Regions from separate parts of the Mus musculus genome. Here all the other regions are linked to region 4. Evidence: chromatin contacts called from public promoter capture Hi-C data. All regions are on one chromosome and are shown on one strand. The core of a region is the stretch at or near the end of the contact, and the rest is flanking DNA. Distances in the headings are between cores, read along the strand shown. Region 1 overlaps Enpep (glutamyl aminopeptidase). Region 2 holds the start of Egf (epidermal growth factor). Region 3 holds the start of Rrh (retinal pigment epithelium derived rhodopsin homolog). Region 4 holds the start of Fam241a (family with sequence similarity 241, member A).

Evidence for each region. Promoter capture Hi-C pulls out the DNA fragments that hold promoters and counts their contacts.
Region 1: a promoter capture Hi-C map of liver shows a contact between it and region 4, with 2.7 times the contacts expected there. The contact joins the enhancer-like site here to the promoter of Fam241a in region 4. A contact is called at or near these places in 4 of 39 promoter capture datasets (cranial neural crest, hippocampal neurons and liver).
Region 2: a contact with region 4 is called in a promoter capture Hi-C map of embryonic stem cells, with 4 times the contacts expected there. The contact joins the promoter of Egf here to the promoter of Fam241a in region 4. A contact is called at or near these places in 5 of 39 promoter capture datasets (cranial neural crest, embryonic stem cells, hippocampal neurons and 2 more).
Region 3: a promoter capture Hi-C map of pre-B cells shows a contact between it and region 4. The contact joins the promoter of Rrh here to the promoter of Fam241a in region 4. A contact is called at or near these places in 10 of 39 promoter capture datasets (3T3-L1-derived adipocytes, the C10 cell line, the HPC-7 cell line and 6 more), 1 of 484 Hi-C or Micro-C datasets (CD4 T cells), 1 of 115 datasets of contacts at active chromatin or transcription factors (astrocytes) and 2 of 9 other capture datasets (adipose tissue and liver).

The regions. Positions count from the first base shown.
Region 1 is chr3:129,294,331-129,300,639 of GRCm38.p6, forward strand. It overlaps Enpep (glutamyl aminopeptidase), which reads right to left. Exons shown (of 20, transcript NM_007934.3): 9 at 4,768-4,833; 10 at 4,500-4,651. Among named protein-coding and RNA genes, the nearest start is that of Enpep, 35 kb to the right of the region's middle. Within about 2 kb of position 2,856, at least 18 of the 459 cell types and tissues checked have an H3K27ac peak or open chromatin away from gene starts, as enhancers often do. A contact at or near this core is called in liver, where this site is marked.
Region 2 is chr3:129,751,682-129,757,821 of GRCm38.p6, forward strand. It overlaps Egf (epidermal growth factor), which reads right to left and starts at 3,641. Exons shown (of 24, transcript NM_010113.4): 1 at 3,136-3,641. The coding sequence starts at 3,283. It overlaps 6330410L21Rik (RIKEN cDNA 6330410L21 gene), which reads left to right and starts at 2,077. Exons shown (of 5, transcript NR_040589.1): 1 at 2,077-2,242; 2 at 2,781-3,952; 3 at 4,750-4,908.
Region 3 is chr3:129,818,117-129,824,604 of GRCm38.p6, forward strand. It overlaps Rrh (retinal pigment epithelium derived rhodopsin homolog), which reads right to left and starts at 4,389. Exons shown (of 7, transcript NM_009102.3): 1 at 4,261-4,389. The coding sequence starts at 4,366.
Region 4 is chr3:127,891,977-127,898,333 of GRCm38.p6, forward strand. Fam241a (family with sequence similarity 241, member A) reads right to left here and starts at 4,347. Exons shown (of 2, transcript NM_027482.3): 1 at 4,058-4,347. The coding sequence starts at 4,207.

The DNA of each region.
Region 1 (6,309 bases), core at 1,606-4,105, 1.4 Mb after region 4:
CCCTGTAGTTGGCAGCCAGCGAGTCTCTACAGATCCCGCTTCGTACAGCACTCCTGCAGGTGCCCCCACCCCCATCCCTGCTCCCTCCTTCACTTGCCATCTCCAGGTACGTTTTTAGGGAGCTCTACGACTTCTCAGAAGAGGAACAAAGCAGACTGTAACAAATCCCATTCTATATTCTTGCCGTGCTGCTAGTGCAGGGCTAACCGGAAGAACAGTCGAGCTTCCCCATCTTCCCTAGTGCCAGCCTGACCCAACCTGGAACAGCTGGGGGCTTCATGATCTATGAGCACAGTCTTCATATAGGGTGTTCTCCTCCCTGGGACTCTACCACACTAAAGGCTGGTAGAAGATGTGTTACTGGAAACAGATATAAAACACGCTATCCTGGGATGTCTAAGAGTGCCGTAAGTCAAAATGAAGGAAGGCAGTGGCGCTACTGCTCTCTTCTAATTTTAGAATCCTGATATTGTACCTAATCTCCGCTGAGTAAAGAAAAAGATTTGGGAGCATAATATGTCCAAGAGCAGGAGCCAAGTAAATGAAGGCTGTTACATGTTATCTAAATTCAGCAGTATCAGGGGTCGTTCCTGAAGGTGTAACTAGTGTTCTGACTGTCTTACAGGCTCCATCAGTGCTAAATATGGCCAGTCTAATTTTTGCCGCTGACACTGACTTAATCTTCTATGATGGCACCCCTACTCCCAATCTTCTGTCTCTTAATGTGGAATGGGCACCCGGGGTCCTGATAGGAAGAAATCCCACAGACAGAGATGAGACATTTGAAGAGATGGCGGAGACCACAATATGACTCACATAGGGTTCATCTGAATGAGAGAACTTTCTGCTCTATGCTTCTCCTAATCTTGGATTAAGCAAACAGAAAGACACTCAGAAGAGGTCAGTCAGCCCACAGTGTAACCGAGAGCACAAAAGAGCAGCTTGGAAGAGGGAGGGCTAAGCCTTAGCCTAGGAAAGGGCCAGTCCCACCCACCCCACTGTGGGTGAAGGTGCTGCTTAGACATTCTTATTCACATATGCTAATTATACAAGATAGCAGGATGCCTGAAAGTATTTATTGCTGTCTAATATTTTGATAAGGAGAAACATGAGGAAAACTCGTTTCCGTTTGGAAATCTCTTGCTTCTTTGTTCAGCTACTATTGATTTGTAACAAATTGTTCTCAGTGAGGAAGAAAGAGCAGATTTTCTGTTTCTTTTCCTGTGAGTATATAATTCTATTTTATAAATCCAACACAAATAAATCTACTTTATGATAATTTTAGAGGCTAAAATTCATGCCTGTAGGAATCACAATAAGATGCATACAATATCTGGTTAAAAACTTAAGAAAAAGATTAAGTATCAATGCTACAACTGTAATCTCTTGCTGAATAAAATTTAAAAATTTATGGTAACAAAAAGGGATTTTATTCTTAATGATGTGTTTGGTTCACTTAGTTGTAATTTTTTTAGGGGAAGGGTCTGTATAGACCAGAATGGATAAACCAGGAGGTTTGTTTCTGGTTTGTTTGTTTGTTTGTTACTCCAATCCCTCTAGCTCAAACAAAGCAAGAGCTGTCTTTGCTTAATAAATCAGTGGCTACCCATGACAGGAGGAAACAATTACTGGGAAACCTGCCTAGTGGAAGGTTGTTTTGCAAGACAGAGGATGTTGCTGCCTTACTCACTGTAACATCCAATGCGCATGTTGTCACTGGAGGGAACTTGGGAAAATACAAATGTCATCTGTCAGTGTTCTCCCTCCGGTCCCTTGATTTCTCACTATCCTAGCCAATGTCTCCACCCTCTATTGTGGCTTGCATCCCTGTCCCAGGCTTTCCCTCCCTCTCCTTCCTTGCCCACCCCCCCAGTCTTCCTATGCAGCCTTGTAGCTAGTCTGCCTGCATTCAAATGAAGGTCCCATCACTTCCTCTCTGAGCAACCTTGAATGAGTTGCATAACCGCTTTCTGCCTCGATTTTCACATTTCCCCCCCATAAAATAGATCCAAAGATCCTCTCCTATCTGTGTGGTTTCCATGTGGGTCATCAGATTTGGCTGCCAGTGCCCTCCCCCACTAAGCCACTGACCCTATAATTTGTGCTTTAACTAGATTTATAAAAATATACAAGAAATAAAAATGTAGATGATACAGATTTGTACATCTTAGTTGAATCTTCATACTTTGAAATTACTAGTTTTGGGGTTTTTTTGGTTTGTTTTGTTTTTGAGACAAGATATCTTTATATATAGCCTTGGCTATCCTGGAACTCAATCTGTAGACCAAGCTAGCCTCAAATTCTTGAAATCTGTCTGTTTGTCCCCACTGGGTGCTGGGATTAAAGGTGTGTGCCACCACTGTCTGGCTTAGAAATAAAGTTTTAATTAGAAGTGTTTAGATGAACTTGGTCCCATGTATAAGTTTATGTGTTTTATATATAAGATAATTTGATTAAATTTCAAAGTGAAGTGCTGCTTAAATGGTCAGGGGAATTTGCCTTGGGCAATTTGTACATAAGTTCATAATTAATAAAAAGTTTGAAGAGCTGGTGCTGAAAACCCTAGGCTGTCACATCCCTTCCTTGGGCACAAGCTTCTGGCCTGGCTCTCCAGTTTAACTTGACTAACATTACCCAATATGTTCTACTTTAACCACGAGAGGCACGGGCTAGTTCCCTCATGTTACTACTTCTGTTTCCCTTTAACAGTAAACATTTTCAAAATAAAATCATTCTCAAGCTTCTCCCTGGGTCACACGTGGACCTCTAGGGGAGAGTCTTGCCCCACCTTTTTTGGTGTGACTGTCGTTCTGTGACATGCCACTAGCCACTGAGGGTTTCACAACCAGCTCTCAGTTCACAGAGGTCAATTCACAGAGTTTGTTCATTTCCATGTGATACACCCATGGGACCCAAGGACAAGCTACACACACTATCCCTGCCAGCTGGCAAGGATCCAGCTCCTGCCACACTGGGTCAGGTCCTATCACTCGCCCACAGACTCTGCCACTGTGCCTAGCTGTTCACCCCTTCTTCGGACACTAGGCTTTCAGGTTTGCCTTCTTCATAGTTACCATCTCGTTGTGTCAGTTTTACATTTTTGGAGAATTTCTCCCAAATTTACTTCATTGAAAATTTTAGTCTTCCTTCTGGGTTCTCAATTTGCCTTTCGAAGGCACTGTGTCTTGTACAATAAGCACATAGCTTTTTTTTTTTAAGTCTGAATATTTCTTATAATTTTCTCTTTCTTTCTTTCCCCCCTTTTTTTCTTCCCATTTTTGGTTCCTGATTAATGTCCGTAGAGTCGGGACTTTTTCATTTGTCCACCTGGGATTGTTTAAGCTTTCATGCTTAGCCATTTTTCATGTGTCTTCTAATTCTCCACTGTCTATTCATATTTAAGAAAGGAGAGTTGAGTTGATCACGTTGTTGTTCTGAGTCTGCATGTGTGATGTGTGCATCTGTGTGTGGGTGTGCATATCCACTTGTGTGGACGTGAGAGGATCCTTACCATCCACCGTATATGAGACAAGGTCTCTCTGTTGTCCACTTTCGCGTATGCAGACGGGCTGAGGATTCTGGGGAATGTCCTGAGGCCACTATGCGTCTTACCATAGAGGTACTGGGGCTGCCAGTGCGTGCTGCTCTATCTGGCCTCACATGGGTTCTAGGGATGCAAACTCGGACCCTCAAGCTTTCATGGCACGTCTGTTACCAACTAAATCATCTCTCAAAACGGAATTGATTACTCTTGAGGGCTTGGATGCTACCCCTTCTACAGAGGAGGAAGATAGGTTTTGGAAACAAGCCTCTCCCGTGAGCAGTCGTAGGGGAAGCCCAGCCCATGCTCCTTGCAAGGATGGCTTTGCTCCGGAGCCTCCACTGTGGAAGTCTTTGGCTGTCCTCTACTGTTTTAGTATATTTGGAAGGGGGTGGGGAACAAGCCATCTGGATTCCTGCCTGCTGTCACTGCCAGACTTCTGAGAGTTCTCTAACAGTGAGGGCAAGAGTGATGGGTGGGAATGAAGCGGAGGAGTAGGTCCGAAAGGCACAGCCTGGGCTCACTACTCAACCCATTTTTCAGATCCTCTGTATTCTTTATTGTGCACTGCACACTGTAAGTGCAGAGCCTGCCTAGGGAGGTCACTGTAATTATCTGTCAACATCTTTCCCAGTTCCCTTTGGACCATGATTTTCCCTTTAGCCTTTCTCCCAGCATTCCATACTGCCCACAGCCCCGCCCACTCATGTTCAACACCTGGCTTTATTTTTTTCCACTGCTTCCACTCTTTTATTCTTTGATGTCCATGTCCACATAGAAGATAAACGTGGGCAAACGCTCAGTTCTGCCACTTGGCTAGCCTTGACCTCTCTGTTGCCTAAAGGCTGTACCTTTACACTGTCACATGCCAATCATACCACGAAGGCAGGACCTAAGTGTACGAGCAGTATTTCTGCTGAGTAATTTCTCCTGTTCTTTTAAAGTGAGTCATCTTTACCCGAGCTCTGACGGTGGCTGCGAAGGATCAGCTTTGGAGTCCAACAGAAAGCGTTTCTGGGTGATGTTCTGCCTTCCACTCACAGTGACCACAGGATAACCCATCTGGCTAGTCCAGGTGTCCATCACTTCTTTCACTGGCAGATTGCTTGCCTGTGGTTGGGAGGACAATGGAGCTCCATTAGTTTGTAAATGCGGGGAAATTAAAAATAATTAGTGATATTAAAATGTAAATTGCTTCGGAATTGAGCGGACAAGGCCTTCCTCACCTCTTGCAGTGAATCCCAAAAGTCGGAAGTTTTTGCATTCGCGAACTGGAATTTTTTCAAGTAAATCTGTAAAAGATGAGTACTTTAAAGGCCAGTCTTCCTTCACCCAAACCTCCCATAACTGCTCCTGGTGTTTCCATGGCATGAGATAACATAAGCACACACACACACACACACACACACACACACACACACACAAACACCATCCAAGAAACAGCAGTGACTTTCTTGCAGTAAAACATCATTTCCAGACACTGATATTTCAGTGCTGTTTGATTTTCATATGATTAAGTATTGTTTCCATTTTTCAGCCGTCTTAAAGGTGGACACTTCCTCAGTTCTTGAACTTAAATGCTAGTGGGTCGAATTTGCCATGCTAAGGAAGAGAACAGGCATGAAGTCTTTTGAATAATGATCAAGGTGGTTATGAGTAGATAGGAGAAGTTACTCACTTAGGAGAGCAAGTCTTTATTCTTCAAATACTTTTAAAACATAAATCTTTTAAATAGAAAGCTGTCCCTTTGGAAGTTTTGCTCACAAGATCTCTGCATGGGAATTTCAGAAGCACTGAGACAGCCCCCCACCCCCACCCTGAGAGCTATCTCAGTCTTTCCTCATCCCTTACCTGGCCAGTGCTGGGGGGTTGGTCTTTGGAGACTTGCCAGTGTTTCTGCTCTCTCCCTGTCCTGTGCGATTTAATGTGTGGGAATCTTACCTAGAAATCAAACTTTTCAAGTGTTCCCAGGGCGTAACTTTGTATATAACATTTAATCTCTAAGTTGCTTTAAAGTTTCAGGAAGCACTATATGTAGGTCACATTATCTTCTATATTCTTCTTTGTTCTGGGCACTTAGAAATAAAACAAACTTCCAATCCCAGAACCCCTCCAAACATGGCTGAGGCTGCCTTGGAATCCTGCCCCTATGTTAATTCTTTTGGTTAACTCACTACTCAATACTACCACCAGAGGGCAGACAAAGGAAGGAAGAAGTGTGTTTCTGATCTTCATTCCAGACTCTTAGTATATAGTAACACTTAGTATATAATAACAGTTCTAACTGTAGCTACAGGTTAATACCATCTTCTAGGGAGCAATGCCTTCATAAAAGCATCGTAGAGGAGTTCATTTGCTCAGTGGGTTGTGTTTTGTTTTGTTTTGTTTTGTTTTGCTGATTCTTGTTTACTTTTGAGACAGAATTTCCCTGTGTAGTCCAGGCTGGCCTTGACCTTGTGTCTATCTTGCTAAATATTGTTTGTTTGTTTGTTTGTTTGTTTGTTTGTTTGTTTTTTGGACACTTGCAACATTTTTTCAGCAGAGAAATAGGCAAGCCATCTTGGAACTAGATAGGGCCTTAAATATTACTTAATATAATGCTCCTGTTTTTGTAATGAAAGAAATGGCCCTGTGTCCTTGGAGGAAGAGAGGAGTGTCTGAGACTGGTTAGCAGGAATCTGACTGCTGGATCAATGTGTGGGTATTAGTTTGGCTTTTCCTCCTCTTCCTCCTCCCCCACCACCTCCTCCTCCTCCTCCTTCTCCTCC
Region 2 (6,140 bases), core at 2,391-4,890, 1.9 Mb after region 4:
CTAGTGTTCAAAACTACAGCCTAAAGAAGCTACCAGTCCGCTCTCTTGTGGTAGCATTGTTCAGGTTGGCAGTAATAATTGAAGCTAAAGTAAACAGTAGGCTGCTTCACAAGATTGGAAATTTTCTCGCAAACCTTTAGGAGTCCCATGGGAGAAAGTGTATTGTTTCTGTGGGTGACTCTGGGCGACCAAGGAACAGGACCACGTTACAGTGTTCAACAGTAATCCCAGGGAGAGGGCATAACCAGCTTTCTTTTCTGGTATAGAAAATAAGATACACCTGTCACACGTAGTAGGAGACTGAGCAAGGCTGGTTGTCTGTCTCCAGAGTTTATATTTAAAGGCAGAACACAGGTGAAACATGGTCCCGCGGTTTCTCTGCAGTCAGATGTCAAAGGAAACTTTCCTAAAACCGAGTGAAAATATAACGAAACTTTTATCTGAAAACGGCTCTGCACTGCACATGACTGGGAAGCCAACCAAACTTCAGCCCTCTCTAAAATCAGTGACTTCATTGTCTACTGTTAAAAGCACTCTCTCCAGTGAGCTGATCCCCTCCCACAATCAGTTCTCCGAGGCTGGGCTTCTTCTGAGATGTCATTTACCAAGAACAAATAACACAGGTTTAGAGGCCAGGCGGGAGCAGTTCCCTGTCCAACTGTCCTCCAGGGCAAAGAGCTCTAAAAGTTCAGAAGCCACTAGCTAACAGTGTTCCTCGACACTGATCTCAACTGCTTTTGCTTAAATAAAAGACAAGAAAGTGTTCGATTTCAAATCTGGTGAATGGAAGGAAAACCAAATCCTGTCTTTATCCCTTGCTTTGGCCGATTGGCATTTTTACACGAACAGCAACCTCAAGACTTTTTACCTGGATTTTGTTAGGCCACAAAGCATTGTTCTTGCCAGGTCAGGTTGGCCACGTAGGTGAACAGTCTCGATAACGAAGGCAAGAGGTACAAGCAGAATTTAAGTGGTGGAAAAAATAGACGATGTCACCATTATCTATTTACAGAGGAGAAAGAAATGCTATCTGCTGGAATGCAGGGGTGACAGGGTGTGACCTAGGCAGTTCTCCACTAACCCAAGATGCAGTGTGAATTAGAGGGCTTAAAGCAGTGACCTGCAGCAATGGGGAGCAATGAGGCTGAGGCACACTCTGAAGTCCACACCATGCCACTGCAGCATTCAAAATAAGGCAATTCAAGGAACTTTAGCCAAGGCACGGAATCAACCATTGGGCAAGAGATATTTCACGCTACTGCAGTCATCCCAATCATGATCCTGAGAAACAGGTATCGCTTCTCAGGGAGATTGTAAAATAACCCAACTATTAAGAAGACAACACAAACTTGAAACCGAGCTTTCTTGCTTCTAAAATCTAGTTCTTCCACACTGTGACACAATCTCCCCAAGTCATTATTTCTGTCAGAGCTTCCTGTGGATCTGATGCAAACTATCTCTGAAAAGCACTCAAGCCACCAGCCTGAGTGGGTAGAAACACAAGCCAGAGGAATTATACACTATTCCCAAGGACCAAGAACCATGCACACATCATCGTTGCTCCAGTTTCTTCCTCTTTTTAAGTTCTGCTCATGGGTCCATCTCTTCTAGCTACCAACTGTGTGATAGGCTCCCACCATTACCCCTCGCTAACCACACAGGTAGCAGGACCTGACTCTGATCACTCCCCAACTATTCCAGGGGCTCCTCCATCCAAGTAACATTCCAGTCCATGTGACACAACTGTGCCCAAAAGTTTTCTCTTCTGTCTCCAATAGCTAATGGCTCACAGGGGGGTCAGTTCTGTCTTGTTAACCCTTTTCTGACATTATTTTCTGAGTCTAAGCAAAGTGGAAGTGCCCTAGGTCCTGGGGATAGACATGGAATTAGTAGTCACTTCTTCAAATCTGGAGTTTTGCTCTGCGGTTGCAACTGATAGTTCCTGGTACCACTCCGAGCCTATGGGCATGCACACCCGATTTCCTTATGCGCAGCTCCTCTGAACGACTCTGGTTGGAGGTCCCCATAGCAGCTGCAGAGCTCTGGCACTCTCATTCCCATGATTCTCTTCTGTCTACCCTGCAGAGATTTCTCTTCTGAAAACACAGTATGTCCTTGTCAATCTACTTTATTGATTTGTTTGCTTGCTTGCTTGCTTGCTTGTTTGTTTGTTTAGGAACTCAGACCCTATCTTAACTGAGCAGGAGGATAAGAAATGAGTGAACCGTGGTGGTACGCACAGGTAATCCCAGCCCTGGGGGAAGCACAGCATGTCCCCGGACAGTCTGAGCTGCAGAGGGAGACGCTGTCTCAAACACACGAGTGAAAAAATGACAAGAAAGGATTTCCAGGACAGTGTGGACCCTTGCACAAATGAAGTAGCTTCCTCGCCAAAGCAGCAGGTTAGGGACTATCCCCTACCCCCAACCCCCAGCCCCGCCCCCACCCCACCCCCGCCCCCGCCCCACCAGGTTAAGAATCAACAGTGAGAAAATGTTTCCAAGTGTTAGGTGCCCTAGTGTGCAATCAGAACAATTCCTGATTCCTCTTGGAGAAAACGCTGTTTGTAGGAGCCCAGTGGAGGCTCATTTACTCCTTGTCACTTCTCAGCTTGCAGAGTCACGGTGCACCTGTTACTAAGAACCCAAGAGCGGGGTCAACGCTTCAGAGTAGGGAAGATCAGAGGCTGAACTTGACACTGGGCTTTGTTGGTTTTGTTTTTGTTTTGTTTAAAAAAAAAAAAACCCATTCATTGACTTTTGCCATTTTCTGCTATGAAGTAACCAGAAGGAAGACTTTTCAACAACAAGATCGGCTGCCACCATATGTTCCCCCAGTTTCTAATACAGAGCAGATCAGCTAGGTGTTACTATCTCCCCAGAATCAAGACTGAGGTTAAACAAACATTCAGCTGGTTTTAAGTGAGGCTTTGTCATGCACAGAACAGTGGAGAACGGTGACATTTCGTAATTGGTAGCATCAACCAACACACACACTTCAGAACACACAACTTAAGCAAACACGCACACCCAACGACAAACCAGGGGGGAAAGGCGCAGGTGTACAAGGTAGAGCGAGCAGACACCTAGAGGCATTGTCCCGGACAGGGTGGGCTCCTGTTCTTGGATTACTTACCGGCACAAGTCCCGCTTCTCTCGCTTCTCTCGAGAGGACCTGGCTGACAGTTCCCGGTCTGCCATGCTGTGACGCTGAGTATGCTAATCTTTAAAAACACCAGCAGGAAGGCGAGCAACAGCCAGGTTGGCCTTCGGCCCCAGGGCATCTTTTATTTAGCTGCCTTTCCAGGTCCTTCTGCACCTCTCGAGAGCCTCTGAGTGCAGCCGGAAAGGCTCCGGGAGAGTTCTTTGTCTCACTTTTTTTTTCCCTTTGGACAGCAATAAGAAGTACCTGACACCCGTATGACAAATTTCCCAGAGCCTAAGAGCCCTGCAAGGCCTGCAGGTGACTGATTTCTCCCTGAGACAGGCACAACCAGGCAAAGGATGAAAGAGAAACGAGACAGGAAAGAATTGATGGAAAGTTCCAAGCCCCACCGGGATGAGGGATGGTGCTAACAACGAAATATGCAGATAGGATTCCTTCCCTATATACAGATAGGAATCCCTTCTCCTTTTGGAACCCAGAGAGACTCTGCTCTCCTTTTTAAAGCTCTTCTGGCTCCACCTCCTCTTCTTTAGTGACACTTGAGCAAGCAGACAAGCCTCTTTGCAAACACCATGAGAGCAATTCCACCAGAGCAAGCAGGAAGGCAGGGCAGGGTGCCAGAGAGGAGATAGCTGCTACTCACTAAAAATATTCAGGGTAGAGAAGGGGGAAAGAGCAATTTGGGGGTGTGGCACAGCTAATGGTTCCAGGGACCTGCTGAGTACTGCTTATGTCTGAGGATCTTGAAGAACAGAGACAAAATTAAACCACACTTTTTAAATCAAAGGTGAGTAACACCATCAACAATTCAGACAATTTATCATCATTGATCATGAATGTGAGCGATGTCAAGGAGAGCTCGCTTTCAGCTCATTATTTGAAGGAAGTGTCAAGGGCGGCTCGCATGCCTGGAGCTTAATCTTAGTTCTCTCTCCTGTATATTTTATAGTGGAATTTGTAAGATTATTCTTTCCATACCAAAGGGAAATCCCTGTAGCCAAGTGAAGAGATACAATGTAGACAGATACTTTTTCTTTCAGCACTCCTGTAATAAAACATCACCGTGGGTCAGGAGAACAGGGAAAGGGGTGGAGTGTTATGACTGAGCTGTACTGGAAAAAGAATACAAGGGAATTGTGTCAAAGCTGGGAGCCCCAGGAAGCACAGTAGAGTGGAAATCCTCAGACAACTCGGGCCATCTATCACATCTCAGTGATAGAAAACAATTAAGTTGGCTCTCCACTGGCTGTCTCCTTCAGCACCTCTACACAGACCAAACCACTGCTCCTTCAGGAATATACATAGAATCCCCAAATACTCAGCTCTGGTCAGCCATTTCAGCAGACTTGATGAACAATGGGAATTCTGGTGGCTTACTTGGCTCTGGAGATGGGCTTTTCCTGAAGATGCCCTGAGGGTTCCGAATTCAAGTCAAGATGTGGCTCTAGCAATTAATTATCTCAAAAGCAAGACATGCACTAGTATAAAACCTTTGTAGAGAACAGAACAGCTTTGCCCACATTTAACTGGGTTCTGACTAATTTTCAAAGACAGAAGATTAAAATCATGCTTCTCAAATTCCAGTTCTTTATCTAGGCAGCTCTGACCCTGTGGAAGGAGAAACAAGCCCTAAAGGAGCAGCGGAAGACATGCAGATGAGTGTACACAACGTTTTATTGCTCTCTGGACTCACAGAGACTCAAGACTAAGAATGGAGGTTCTACAAATAACCTGTGCTGAGTGGTTTGTCACTAACATGGTCCGTGAACTTCCCCTTCAGCAAAACGCATTGGCTGGTATTGATGATGGTGACCAGTAAGGATGCTGGTTAGCAAGGGGAGATGGAACACAGTACAGCATGAAAGCAATTTAACGCGTTTGTAGAAACATATCCAGGATATAATCCAGAACCACGTTCTATTTGGATTTGGAAATAGTTATGTCATTTTTGGTTAGAACACATTTGTTTTAAGGATGGTGAGGTGGCTCAGGCAGGTCAAAGGAAGGGCTGCCAAGGCCAATGACCTGAGTTTAATTACTGGGACCTACATGGTGGAAGGAGAAGACGGACTCCTGTAAGTTGTCCTCTGATTTCCATTCACGCACAGGAAACATTCACCCACACACAGAGTACACACACACAATAATAGATAATTGCAACAAAAAAATTTAAACGTTTGTTTCCCCCATTACAAGTCACCTGCACTAATGTCATTGGTGTTGAACACAATAGAATTGCCTAAGAGATATGGAATCAACAAGAGATAGAGTTGATGCTTTAACTGATGGCTGATAGTAAAAATCAATCCACTGAATTGTCTCACTATCCTCAATTACCCAAATAGCAAAATCACCAAACTGAGCTATCCCACAACAATGGGCATCCGGAGGAACTCCTTATTCTTACTTCCATCTCTACTCAGAAGGCACTCCAGTGAGAAACAGGAGTCATGGTGCTTAGCATCAAGGGCTTGCTGTAGTTGACTTTCCAATAACAAGAAAGAAGAGTGTGAAAGCTTGAGCTAGCAAATCCCAGTCACCAAGTGTTCTGGGGAGCAGAAGACGGCAGAACAAAAGAACTGGAAACACAGCCAGCTGAAATAGGGTGACCCTCGATTAGGTTGTCAGAACAACCCAAGACAGGCTCAGCCTTGTTTATGAATTAAGAGGGGGGAGATATGGAGAGCCTTTGGGGGTGCTTGGCAGGAATCTGACATTGGCCAAGGACAAGGAAATGGGCAGGAATATGACATTGGCCAAGGACAAGGAAATGGGCCCCTTGGCAGCAATCTGACATTAGGGCATGACAAAGAAGTAAGCTCAGGCAGGGACCTGACATTGGCCAAGGACAAGGAAGTAAGAATTTGGTTTTAGGGTAGAACAAAGAAGTAGGCTCAGATATCTTGGTCATCCTTAGAAACAGTGATCACCAGAGTGATCATGGGGCTTTGTGTTTATTGTCTTGCTTGTCCTTA
Region 3 (6,488 bases), core at 3,139-5,638, 1.9 Mb after region 4:
ATTGCGGGATCTTCCAATAGTGCTATGTCTGATTTTCTGAGGAACCGCCAGACTGATTTCCAGAGTGGTTGTACAAGCTTGCAATCCCACCAGTGAAAATCAATTTTAATGGAGAAGCTAGAACTATTACTGGACTTCTCTCTAGAAGGAAAGTTATGCAACAAACAAGAGAATTGTGCTTCTCATGAAAAGAACTATTTGATGCTCAGTTGTCAGCTAGTGTCCAAACCTGTGGGAATAATCCCAAAAACCGGCACACACACAGGAGGACCGGGTCAGTCAGGACCTCCGTTCTCTCTCGGTGTTAGCATCCTTTTACGCCAGTCTCTCAGATCCCATCTCTCTCCTCCACACTGATTGCTTCATCAAAGACTAAGCAGTAGCTCGACTGGAAGCTTCAGCACCCCAACGCCAGGAAGAATTAGAAGCCCAATGTCCTGACCCGACTATCGGGGCTCTCTGCCCTACACTGTCACTGTCCTCTCTCCACACCTGGGAAGGAAGCCCACTGGCCTAGCAGTTTATCAAATACATCAAGTTGCAAATCTTGACTTCCTATTTTTCCCCACCTGAAACACCTCATGCTGTTTTCTGTATCTTCAAATGTCAGCATCCTTCAAAGTTCAGGCCAAGCCCAAGTTGGCCCTGAAGTGGCCTCCTACCTGCAGGATTCTATATTATCCTGACCGAGTTCCCACAGTACTTACTGATATTATCTTGTTCTTAAGTGATGCTAAGGCATTCAGCTCTTATGCTGTCCTAGCCTTTATACATCTCAGGCTCTCAGTGAACTCTTTCTTGAGTACATGCCACACAGTAAGTTTTAAAAACTGGAATGCCACTAAAACTCCAGTCAGCGCGTTTCCTACTATCCCTTCAAGCACAATGAGAACAAATTCGATAAGCCTTTGGCTCTTCTTAGTAAATGTACAAGAAATTATCATGAGGGTGAAAAGAAAAAAGAAAAAACATCGTACAAGGGTTAAATATAGCACGTAAATTGTGGCCTAGCAAGGACATAGTCAGAATAAAACAATTTTGGCAGAGTCTCCAATAGAAGGTAGGTACTATACAAATCATTTACTCCTTTTCCCGTTCTCTCTAGCTGTCTTAAGCACTGAATTAGTTCCCTGGTTACTGGTACTTTCCAATGGGCAGACAGAAGACCCATCAGTCTAAACTCCAAGTAGTCCTACCCTCCCCACTCCATGCCACCCTGTTCCTGCAGCTCCCCTCCCATCTCTTCTTGGTCTATCTGAAAACCTTTCTTCAACACTTCCATAATAAGTGGGTGCTTTCCAACTCTCTGTCCTAGACCCTCTTCTTTCCTTTTTTTAAAAATATTTATTTATTTTATGTATGTGAGTACATTGTAGCTGTCTTCAGACACACCAGAAGAGGGCATGGGATCCCATTATAAACATAGTTGTGAGCCACTATGTTGTTGCTAGGAATTGAACTCTGGACCTCTAGAATAGTAGTCAGTGCTCTTAACCTGAACCATCTCTCCAGCCAGACCCTCTTCTTTCCTAATTCACCATTCTGAGTGGTTTCATTGCATTTGAGATTGGCACTGTAAGATGCAAGGCCCCATGTGCAGCTGAACTCAAGAGACATCACCTCCCACCTCAAACTTGCTCTTCTCCAGGTGTGTCCCTCTCTGTGAACTGCATCACTGACAGGTGGCATTCTCCACCTCACCTCACCCCCAGACGTCAGGCAGTGCTCCCTATTCTTGGACTTCAGCTCACTGCAGTGGCCTACTTGAATGGCCTCTTAGCTACCATCACAACACATTTCTGAAATGCAAGTCAGATCATATTGTCCCTCTCTAACCCTTCGGTGACTCCCTGTAGGCTTCCAGCTTCTGTGGTCCATCCCTGCCGGATACTCAGCCAACTCCTCTAGCTGTCTTAAGCACTGAATTAGTTCCCTGGTTACAGGTACTTTCCAATGGGCAGACAGAAGACCCATCAGTCTATCTTTTTCAGCCAACCTCTCACACTTTTACAATTCTCCAAGGACGAATTATTTCAAGTCCACACATGTATCATCCTCTCCATTCTCAGCTGTAAGTGGTACAGAGAGCATGCTCATGCACACTGAATTAACATAGGGCCTGCAGCAATGGAAGCTGGTAAAAGTGAGCTCAAATCCAAATAAGTGATTAAATGACATCTTATGGGGTACAGAGATGGCTCAGAGGTTAGGAGCACTTGCTGCTCTTCTAGACGACCTGAATCCTGTTCCTAGCACCTGTGTGGGGCAGCTCATAGCCACCTGTAACTGCAGGTCCTAGAAGAAGGACCTGACATCCTCTTCTGGCCTCTGTAGACATCATGTGGTAATAATATCTCTCTCTCTCTCTCTCTCTCTCTCTCTCTCTCTCACACACACACACACACACACACACACACACACACACACACACACAGACACGTAAGTAAAAACAGATAAATTACAGTGAAGCCAGGCAGGGTGGCAATACACCTGTAATCCCAACACTCGGAAGGCAGAATCAGGAAGACTCTGAGTACAAGGCCATCCTTGGCCTAGTAGACACAATAAAGCAAGCTCCTGGTTCAAAAAACTAATTAATTAAATACATATACAAAATAATTAACCTCTACAGTAATACAACAACAACAACAACAATACAGGCCCATGGTAAAAATAATAAACACAGGCCTGTGGTAAAAACGGTAAGTGGAATGATACTTAAGTGCGCCTTTTCCTCAGCTCAAAGTGTTCATTCTTATTTGGGAGCTCAGTGGGTTTTGTTAAAGGAGGAAACTGAGGGGATAGGAAGACTACAGGATACTCGACACACACAGAACAAATGCAGGAAGAGCTTAGATCCACTTCCTTCAGTCCTCTACGAGAAAACATACGCAGAGAACGCATGCTCCGATGTTTCCTAATAAAACTGACCGGTGCAGTCACATGACAGCCCTAACAAAAGGCCTCTGTTCAGAGCCACGCAGCCGCTCAGCTCTTCATCTGTATGAACTAGGAAAACAAAACAAAAACGCAGCTACCAGAGTTCCTTAGGAAATTTCCTTCCCATACTAATCTCATGACCAGTTTTTTTGTTTGTTTATTGTTGTTGTTGTTTTAGTGTTTGTTTGTTTGTTTGTTTGTGACAGTCTCCCTATGGAGCCCAGGTGACTCTGGAATCCTTAGCAATTCTCCTGTTCCAGGCTTCAAAATGCCAGATTAATGTTAGATTTCCCCTGTCACATATTTAATGGAGCCAAAACTTGTATACAGTGCCTCTGTGTAGTGTAATTCTGGAATTGGGGGCTCACTTTTTGCCTCTTACCACCCAGAAGTATTCAAATGAACTAGTTACGGTACCACTAAAATTAAAAGGAAATTGTTATCTATAGCCCACGTCAACTATGAGGTAAAAATAAGTAGTTATGAAGACACATGGAGATATATTTCTCACTGTTTTTGGAAACACACTTGAATTTTTCATAAATGTCAATCCGAAAAGCAATGAACCCAACATAACAGTTACTAAAACTCGCCACTTCTGTGAAGTTTGAGATCAAGTAATTGCTGGTTATAAAAGTCACACCGGCCACTGGTACAGTTTCTGTCATTTCTCTCCTTTTCAACAAACAAGCCTTCATCTCAATCTGATAATTTTATCAACAAGAGCATACCTTGTACCCATGTCCCTTAGGGGCCTTGATTATATATACTCTTCATAAGGAGCTCAGTGGATCCCTGATTCTTATCTTCATTTTGCAAAGGAGACCGTGCAAGAGTAAAAAGCTGAAATCCCTTGGGCCCACTTTCAAAGCTGCCGCCTCCCGTGGCTGCCTGCGGGAGGAGCTGAACTTACACACCAGATCTGCAGCCTCTATCTTTTGCTTTAAACTTCAGCGTTTCCTCTAGTACGTTTTAATCGTGAGCTATTTCCTACCAAGAAAACTGCAAATTATGCATGAGAGTCATAAATGATAGAAAGCATGCTTTTAACCACGATGCACACTCTGCTCATGAATTTAAGGTAAAAACCAAATATACGGACAAGTTTTATTTTAAAGCTTCATTTGATACAAAGTTTTCTTGTCCCTCTTTGCTCAAAAACCTTCCGTCAGGAAGCAGCATATTTTCCCATGTCCATTTTCTGATTGTTACAACCCCAGCCCACCCCATGTTTGAGCTAGCCTGCATCCTGCACCCTTGTGCCCACCACCTCAGTTCTTCTCCCACCCGAGAAGCAGGTCACTGAATAAACACCCGTACCTGCCACAATCAGGTAAGCCGCTATGACGCTGTGCTCAGTCCTTGAAAAGACAGAACCTTCGCTCCTAGAGCCCGAGCTGTTAAAATCCGAAGCCTCACTCAGCATTTTGGAAAGTCAAGACCACCTTTGAAGCAGCCCTCAGCAATGGTGATCGGTCAAGAATGCTCTTTCAGAACAAATCATTTCCGCTTGTAGACCTCAAAGAAAGGCCTTTTCACAAAGACTGTCCATTAATACATAATTGGGCTGAAGAGGAAAAGATTTTAATTCTTAGAATGAGAGAAAAATCTCCTTAGTAAAACAAAGAAATTCCAACCGCCTCACATCTTAAGCACTTTAGGTCCAGGCTTGTATTTATAAGCAGATTACCAAGTAAACACATCCTAGTCTAGCAAAAAAACCACAGGCAAACCCAACTCCAAAAGCAGTCCCTGAAATGAGCTGTTCCGTTATCTTCTGTAGCTATTCAGGTGAGGGACTGCACCTTTGTACTAGAGATCCAACTGTTAACACATTACACACTGGTTTTTTTTCATCTCAGGTCCGTGTGTGTGTGTGTGTGTGTGTGTGTGTGTGTGTGCGCGCGCGCGCGCACGCAAACATGTATTTTCCTTAGCAATAACACTATCAACTCCCATACTTCTAAATCCCTGGATGAATGACACCAATATTGCCTGAGCTAAGAGTTTGAGGTTCTTGCCACTTCTTTCTTTTTAAACAAAAATGAGGTCATCTGTTATATGTAACCAGTATGTCTGTCTGTAACGCACACATGATGAAGCCTGTTCCCCCTAAATACCATCCCATAAAACCCAGTTCGGCTGTAATAGCCAAGTGTTAAATGTTCTACAGCATGGATACACCACGCTCTATGCCACCTTGGTTAATTCTGTATTTTGACATTCACGAGCTCACATTAGTCAACCACTCAACTTAGCAAGGCCACGATAATCCTGATAGTCCGTATGGACACATAAAAACCTAGTGTGAACATGCACAGTTAGGATAAAGAGGAACCTAGGCTACCTTTTAACATCATAATTCCCAAGTTTAGACAGTAGAGCTTCAAAGCAAGGCTCAAGTCACAATTTCTGTATAGTCTAATAGAACCACTAGAGGGCGTATCTGCTCATCACGGGTTCTCTAGAGGCCTTCTTAGTTGCAGTTTTCAGTCTAGGGAACAGGGTGGCCTACCTGACCAGTACTCCAGTGTTCTAAAATGTGAATACCTTAAAAAGAACTTACACCAGGAATCTGAGCCTACTGTGTAAATCTCAGTACCTCAAAGTTCGGGTAGTGGGATTGACTTGAATTTGATTAGAACTGAAATCTTTCAACCAAACCCCAGAGACACAGGGGAGTGAGACACAGCAATGTTTAACTAGTTACGTAGCGTAAAAGGGAAACCACACTATATAACCCTAACAGCCGAGGTCAGCCATGGCTACACAGAATCTGAAGTCAGTCTGGGATATCAGTGTGCAATGTCCAGGTGGTCTGTACACCGACTTCTACAATCTTTCACCTCTGTCACCTTAACAGCCCTTAGTAAGGTTGCACTGGTCCTTGGCGCTAATGCCCTTCCCAAACTCATGTGTGAATGAGAGTGTGCCCTTAGGCTCATGTCTGAGCACTTGGTCCCTAGTAGTGGAACAGTTGGAAAGGATTGGAGGTGTGCCTGTGCGAGTGTCACTGAGAGCTAACTTCAGCGACTCTTCAGTCCATGCCATTTCTACCTGTGGACCCAGACCGAGATGTGAGCTCTCACCTGTTCTGGCCTCCAGGCCTTTACTTTGGCCTCCAGATCACAGCACTGATTCCATTAAGAAAAGTGGGGAGAACTCAGGCACAGGCACAATTACATGCTACTAAAACAAGTACTTAAGAACCAGTCACTCCTGCCACAGCAGCCATCCATGAGAAGTAACCAGTGAGGGAGAAACAGTGCCAGCTGGCACACGGTTCCATGTTGAGCTGGCCGCGCTTATTTCTTGACAGCGATGGAGGCCAAAGCCAATCTCATCTAGGACATGCCTAGCCAGGAACTGGAACATGTGACAGGTAGTCAAATATTTACTTAAAATGAAGACATGTCAGTCTTCCATGTAAAAAAAATTCTTCAGAAAACTTTTAATAACCCACATTTAAATTTCTACCCCTAAATTTCTTGGACTATAGTTTTCACATGAACAGAGCCACTCAAATCTTAATGGACTTGTAATAAAAA
Region 4 (6,357 bases), core at 3,097-5,596:
AGACCCTTACTGAAAATTAGCTACATCAAAATCTTTGTTAGCCAGAGATGACAGGTCATGCACGTTAGCTGAGAGTGCTGCCACAGCCGCCCTCCGCCTGGTCTCTCGGTTAACTGTGGGTGTGAAAAACCTTAAAGACTACTTGTCACATTTCTTCTCAGTTCCGGTTTGACAAAGTGGCTCCCGCAGCTAACACCTGCATGCTAGCTAATGCACTAGGGACCTCTCGAAGAAAGCTTTTCATACATTATTGACTCCTGCGATCCACCCCTCCTAGGAAGCTGGCATAATTATCATTCTCATTATACAAATGGAGAAACTGAAGCCCACAGAGGAGGGTTAATTAACTCACCGAAAGCTTCAGTTCTAAGTACAAACCCATCCAGAATCCACACGCAAACCCTACCTCTAGTGACAGATCAAAGGTTACCCCATTATTTTCTGAATCACCTTTGAAAACCTTTGATACGCACTGCCATAGAAGTCCATCTTCTTACTTACTTATATTTCTAAGTCAGTATCAGTCTTTGTAAAATTCTAGGCACTGCGACAGGTGAAAAGCAGAAATGAAGCATTGTTAGTTATTTTGAAGGAAGCAGGGGGAATCTCTGTGAGTTCCAGGGTAGCCTGTTTCACATACTGAGGTCCACACCAGCCAGAGCTGCATAGTGAGACTGCCTCAACAACCAAAACGACAAAAAGCAGGACATCTGTTGAATGCACCCCTTGGGGTGCTGCAAGTCGCTTCCAGGAGCTTGGCTCTTTCCAACCTACTTTCTCCACTTGTAGGAATCTATTTCAACATCAACAGAAGTGTGATGATTACTAGCGCATATTTTTTAGACAGTATTATTTATGAAACAAAGTTTGAAGTCACCTAAGTGTGCACTGTTAGGGGAATGGACTACTGGGAAAATCTAAAAGTCATTCTTTCATGGGATTTTTCTAATATGGGGGAAATAATGCTCACTTTCTTTTCCTTTTTTATTCTTTCTCCTCTCATGTATTACATCCCACAGTTTCCTCTCCCTCCTCTCTTCCCAGTTCCTCCCACCCTACTACCTGCTCCCCCAGATCCACTCCTCCTTCTTTCCCTTCAGAAAAGAGTAGCCCCCCCCCCACAAAGGGAAAAATCAGACAGAAAACTTGGCTGAAGCGCATGATGTATACATGGGTACTTAAGCCAAAACAGATACAGTAACCCCAAAGTGCTGGACTTCAGGGTATCACTTGGAATAATTCCTTACAAGTATTTATTTTCTTCACATGTATTTTAGAATTCCTGAAATACATATTATGTATATAATCACAAAATTAATATTAATAATTCTAAAGTCAATTTGGGAGTCATGGGATTGCCCCCATGCTTTCTGTAAATACAGCCATCTCAGGTTATCGTGAATCGTAATCTATGTTGTATATGAGCAAATGCCACTGACATTACAGACATGAGTAAGACCTAGAGAGGTTTAGCCTTCCAGCCGTCCAGCAGGGGACTCATCTTCCACAAAACCACCAGGCAGTCACTGTCAACCATAGACTTGGATCATCTCTCCTGAACAGAATTACAAATTCATGTGGACACAGCTCTCTAAGTCTAGACTCCCCGGTTCCCTGGATAGCTACACACATTACTCCTTCTCTAGAATTCTTATCTCTCTTAGAGGCTGGCCTTGTACTTCTCGTGGGACACAGCTTCTTTTTCTCAAGGCTTCCTTTTTAAGGAATCCTTGATTTTAACAAGACCTCTTTTGTCACTCATCCCGCCTGGGAAAGGATTCAGGCTGAAATGCTAGCTTAGCTTTTCCTCAAATGGAGTCTCGGCTAAGGACAAACTGTAAAGTATGATGCTGACAATATGTTAGTTACAAATAAACCACCTGTATCCACAGCCGTGTTTCAGAATCTCAGGACGTAAAGTGAAGGTGCGTTCTGATCGGGCGTTTTAGCAACAACAAGGCAGAGGGAAAAGAAGTTTTGGATACATGTTTATACAAGTCTTCCAGGTTGAGGGAATGGGCCTTCCAGACAGAAGAAAGGCAGAGATGGGAGAGATGTATGAGGAGACTGTAGGCTGGGAACTAACCCAGCCTGCTTCTTATCAGAAAAGGAAACAGAAAGCGAACAGGATAGAACATGTAAGATTAGGAACTGACAAAAAGCAGATTCTGGAACCCACCACATTGGCCCCGCCCAAGAGAAGAAGGCATTGCAGAGGGCTGTGGCCTTCAGTTCCCTCTCAATGTCTAGGAGGCTGAGGCTCTGGAAAAGCAACTGAATACACTAAGCAGAAAGACGGCAGGAAAACGGCCACTGCCTCCTTTCAACCTAACTAGTTTTGCTTCCATTTTGGTTTCTGTCATTGATTTTCTATGGAAAAATTCTGTGTAAATTTTAAATAGTTTAGAAAGGAATTTTCCAGAATTATTCAATTTATAATTTGGAGTTCTGGTATCCTTAAAACCAATCCAAAAAGAAGAACAGGAGAATATCTCCATGATGAAAAATTAAAATGACTTTTTGGAATGTTTTATGTTGTTAACTCTAATTCTCCTTCAGATAGTATGTGTACAAAAACAGCTCTATCTATGTGACATTGCATGGATTTTTAAATTTCATTTGCAGGTTGTAAAAAAAAAAAAAAAAAAAAAAACCAAAACAAAACCCTAGATGATAGGCTTTGTGATACTGTTGCCAAACGATTGATCACAAAAGTTTGCTTTCTGCATTATCGAGTTGGGCTGTACCAGTTCTGAGCTCCTGATAAGAAGTTCCCAGGTGCTGATATAGTAGGATCTCAGGTGTGTTTTTTTCCATGAGTGTGAGGACTTAAGAGTATACAGGTAAAGTATGTAGCAAAATTACAACGACACAAGCAACATGCAGAAGCAGGCAGGAAAATGAAATTTCATAGTACAATAGAGGAAGCAGGCATGTGATAGGGTATCTATTCTCTAGAATGTATATTTAATTTTTTGTTTCATCCCCTTTCCTTGTTCTAGTAACAATATCAGTAAGACTAGAGTTCCTGGCGCTGTCCATGTCATTGTATTGCTAAGGTCCAGAGATGGTTAAGGGAAGGATTTCACATATGCCATTACAACCATTTGCACATTTACTTTTGGAAAGGGAGTTTTAGTTGCTGGCTGTGTTTTCCAGTTGAGCAAGAGTAAGAGGAAATCAAGACCTTCTCTATTGAGACATGCATGGTACAGTTTGGTAAGAACACCGCCCGCAAGGGCACCAGCAAGATCTCCTAGCTACCAATTTATTTGCTTCAGTCACTGGCTCCTATATTGTCACATAGATGAATAATTACTGTCTACACGGTGATCAAGCCCACATTAGCATTATTTTTGTTTCTTAAGTAATGGGTTTTATTAATGTATTTAGTTATTAATGTACTTAGTGATATTAGAGGACAAGTTACAGGTATTATTAACTGATGATTCCAGAAGTCTAGGCTTACTTATGTGATTTCTAAAGGTCTTTGTATCTGGGGGATTTTTGAGTAGCTAATTACTGTACTGCCTGTAAAAAAAAAAAAAAAAAAATCGTCCCACGTAGAACTCCATCTTTACATTCAACTGCTAGTCTAGTCTTACAGATATCTGATGTTATAATTTCCCTTAGTCTTCTCAATGATATCCAATTCTGAGAACTTTAAAAGTACCCAGTTTCCTTATTATGTCTGTTACTAAAGCTTCCTTCCCTTTGGTGCTCACAGCAGGCAATTTTCTTTTTTTTTTTTTCCTTTCCACTTCTAAAATGAAGTTCAGCTCTGCTCGGTGGTGCTGTGAAACTTGCTCTGGGAGAGTCCCGGTGTCACCTAGGCACCGACCCGTGCTTCCCGATCCTCTGTGCGGGCCGTCCGCCCACCCCGTCCAGGGCGCGTGCAGTGCTCGGAATTCGAGCGCACGGCGCGCCCACGTAGCGCAAGTTGCCGGGTGGTTTTGAGGTGAGGCTCCGGAGGGCATTTCCACCGAGCCCGGCCCCGCCCGTCAACCGCTCGCCGCGTGCCCAGCCGCCACCCCGCGGCCCGCGCGCCCGCGCTCACCTGCTCGCCCTCGTCCTGCGGCCGCCGGCGCCGCGGGCTCGCCCCGTGCTCCGGCTCCTCAACCCGCCCGGCCGGCGCCGCCCCGTCCTCGTCGCACTCCCCGCCGGCGCTGCCGGCGCCGCCCCGCAGCAGCTTCCTGGCCGAGCACATCCCACCGCCGACTCCGGCCGCCCGCACGGCTGCCGCTGGCCACACCGGGACTCCCGACGCACACGGGAATCCTTAGAAGCGCGCCCGCCGGCCTGGGGGCCAGAAGTGCAGGAGCCGCCCGCCCCTCCTGTCAGCCGCTCGCCCCACCCCCAGCTCGGGGGCGGAACCCCGGGGGCGGGGGCGGGAGGAGGGGCGGGGCCATAGCGGACCGCGGCCCAATGAAGGCGGGACCTGGTGGGTTGGGCAGGGTACTGGGAGGGGCGGGGCCAGGGAGGGGCGGAACCAAGGGAGGTGTAGCATTATTCCAGTTAGTGCATGAAACTATGAATGAGGCCATAGGCTCCTGAGGGAGGTTGTATGTGTCTGACACCTATTAAAGTATATGACATCTGTGAAATTGTGTATCTGTAACTATCTGTACACAACAGACAGATATCCTGTGGTGTGTGTGTGTGTGTGTGTGTGTGTGTGTGTGTATGTGTAAAAGACAGAGAGAGAGGAAGAGAGAGAGTGTCAGAGGTGAGGAACACTGTAACAGACTACATGAGGGAGATTATGTATGAAATCGGCCATAGGTGCATGAGGGAGATTGTATCTGACAGGTTTTTAATGCATGTGAGAGCCCATGTGTGATTGTGTGTGAGTAACTATACACACACACACATACACACACTTAGATGTTGTGTTTAGTGTGTGTGTGTGTGTGTGTGTGTGAGAGAGAGAGAGAGAGAGAGAGAGAAGGAGGAGGAGGAGGAGGAAGTTATGTGTTGTGAGAAAGTGTGTGTAAGAAACATTGTAACAGACTGTAACCAAGTGCTTACAGGAGATTATATGAAAAAGACCATTAGATGCATGAGACCCTGTCTGATAGAGTATTATAAAAGCCTGTGTCTAATTGTGTGCCTGTACACAACAGATTGTGGAAGACTGTATACCAGAGTCTTTTGTGACAGGACAGTGTGGGAGATCATAGGTGTTGAAAGTTTGTGTGAGGATGTAGGTATACAGAAGAGGGCAACTGAGAATAAGAAGCTCATATGAGAGGGAGCTGTGTGCATGAAGGTGTGGGCACATGTAAGAGGTTCTGGGAGTGTGAAAGACCACCCAAACACACAGTATCCCTCCATACCAGCTGCAGCGGGCGCTCAGCTGTGCCTGGGTGTGCTGTTGGCTGCTTGTGCCTAGGAAGGAATGCAGGCTCTCTGTCGCTTGTTCCTCCCCTTTTGCCTCCTCTCCCTAAGCATCTCTGAGTGACCATGCCTATTTCTCTCTGCTTCCTAGTGTGTGTGGCTTGTGGGAGCCCTGGGCTCATTTCCTGGTCTCTCTGCCGTAGTGTGCATTTCTAGAAATGGTTTAAAAATTCTCAGCGACTGGTAAGAGAGAGAAATCGAGTTTCTTTTTCTTTTTTCTTGCTAGCCCATCATATAAGGGTAAACTGGGGGGCATGAAAGTAAAACAACGAATGGTTTTGCTTTCCTTTAATCCGTGCATTGAGGAAAAGGTTATGGTGTAGCTGGTATATCAGACTGTCGATGGAAATTATTTCCTATTTAACAAATAGGCCCAGAGACGAGTAACTCGTTTGGGAAAGCCTCTTTTAAAATGCCTTCAGGGGCTGGAGAGATGGCTCAGCGGTTAACAGTACTGACTGTTCTTTCAGAGATCCTGAGTCCTATCCCCAGCAATCAGATGGTGGCTCACCACCATGTGCAATGGAATCCAATGCCCTGTCCTGGTATGCAGGTATACATGCAATAGAGCACTCAGATACATAAAATAAATAAACCTTAAAAAAAGAAAAGACTAGTACCCAAAATGTCTTTAGGCCCAGCCAAGGAATTAAATAGGCAGGGACTTACAGGCTTATTTTAAAAAGTGGTTTTGTTTTGTTTGGGCTAGGCAGAAGCTTGTCCCTTTTGCTCACACCTAACACACACACTCTCTCTCTCTCTGTGTACTCAGTGTCTCACAAAAACACCCTTTCTTATACCCAGTCTGTTACACTTTGTAATGTAACCTAGTTTCTTTCTTACAACAGCATCTCACAAATCCTTCTTAATGGTTTCTGCCAAACATACACCGTCCCTAGAGACAAGAAAAATATGCTTTTGGACATCACAAATTAGAAAAAAAAAAGAATCTGGCTTAAT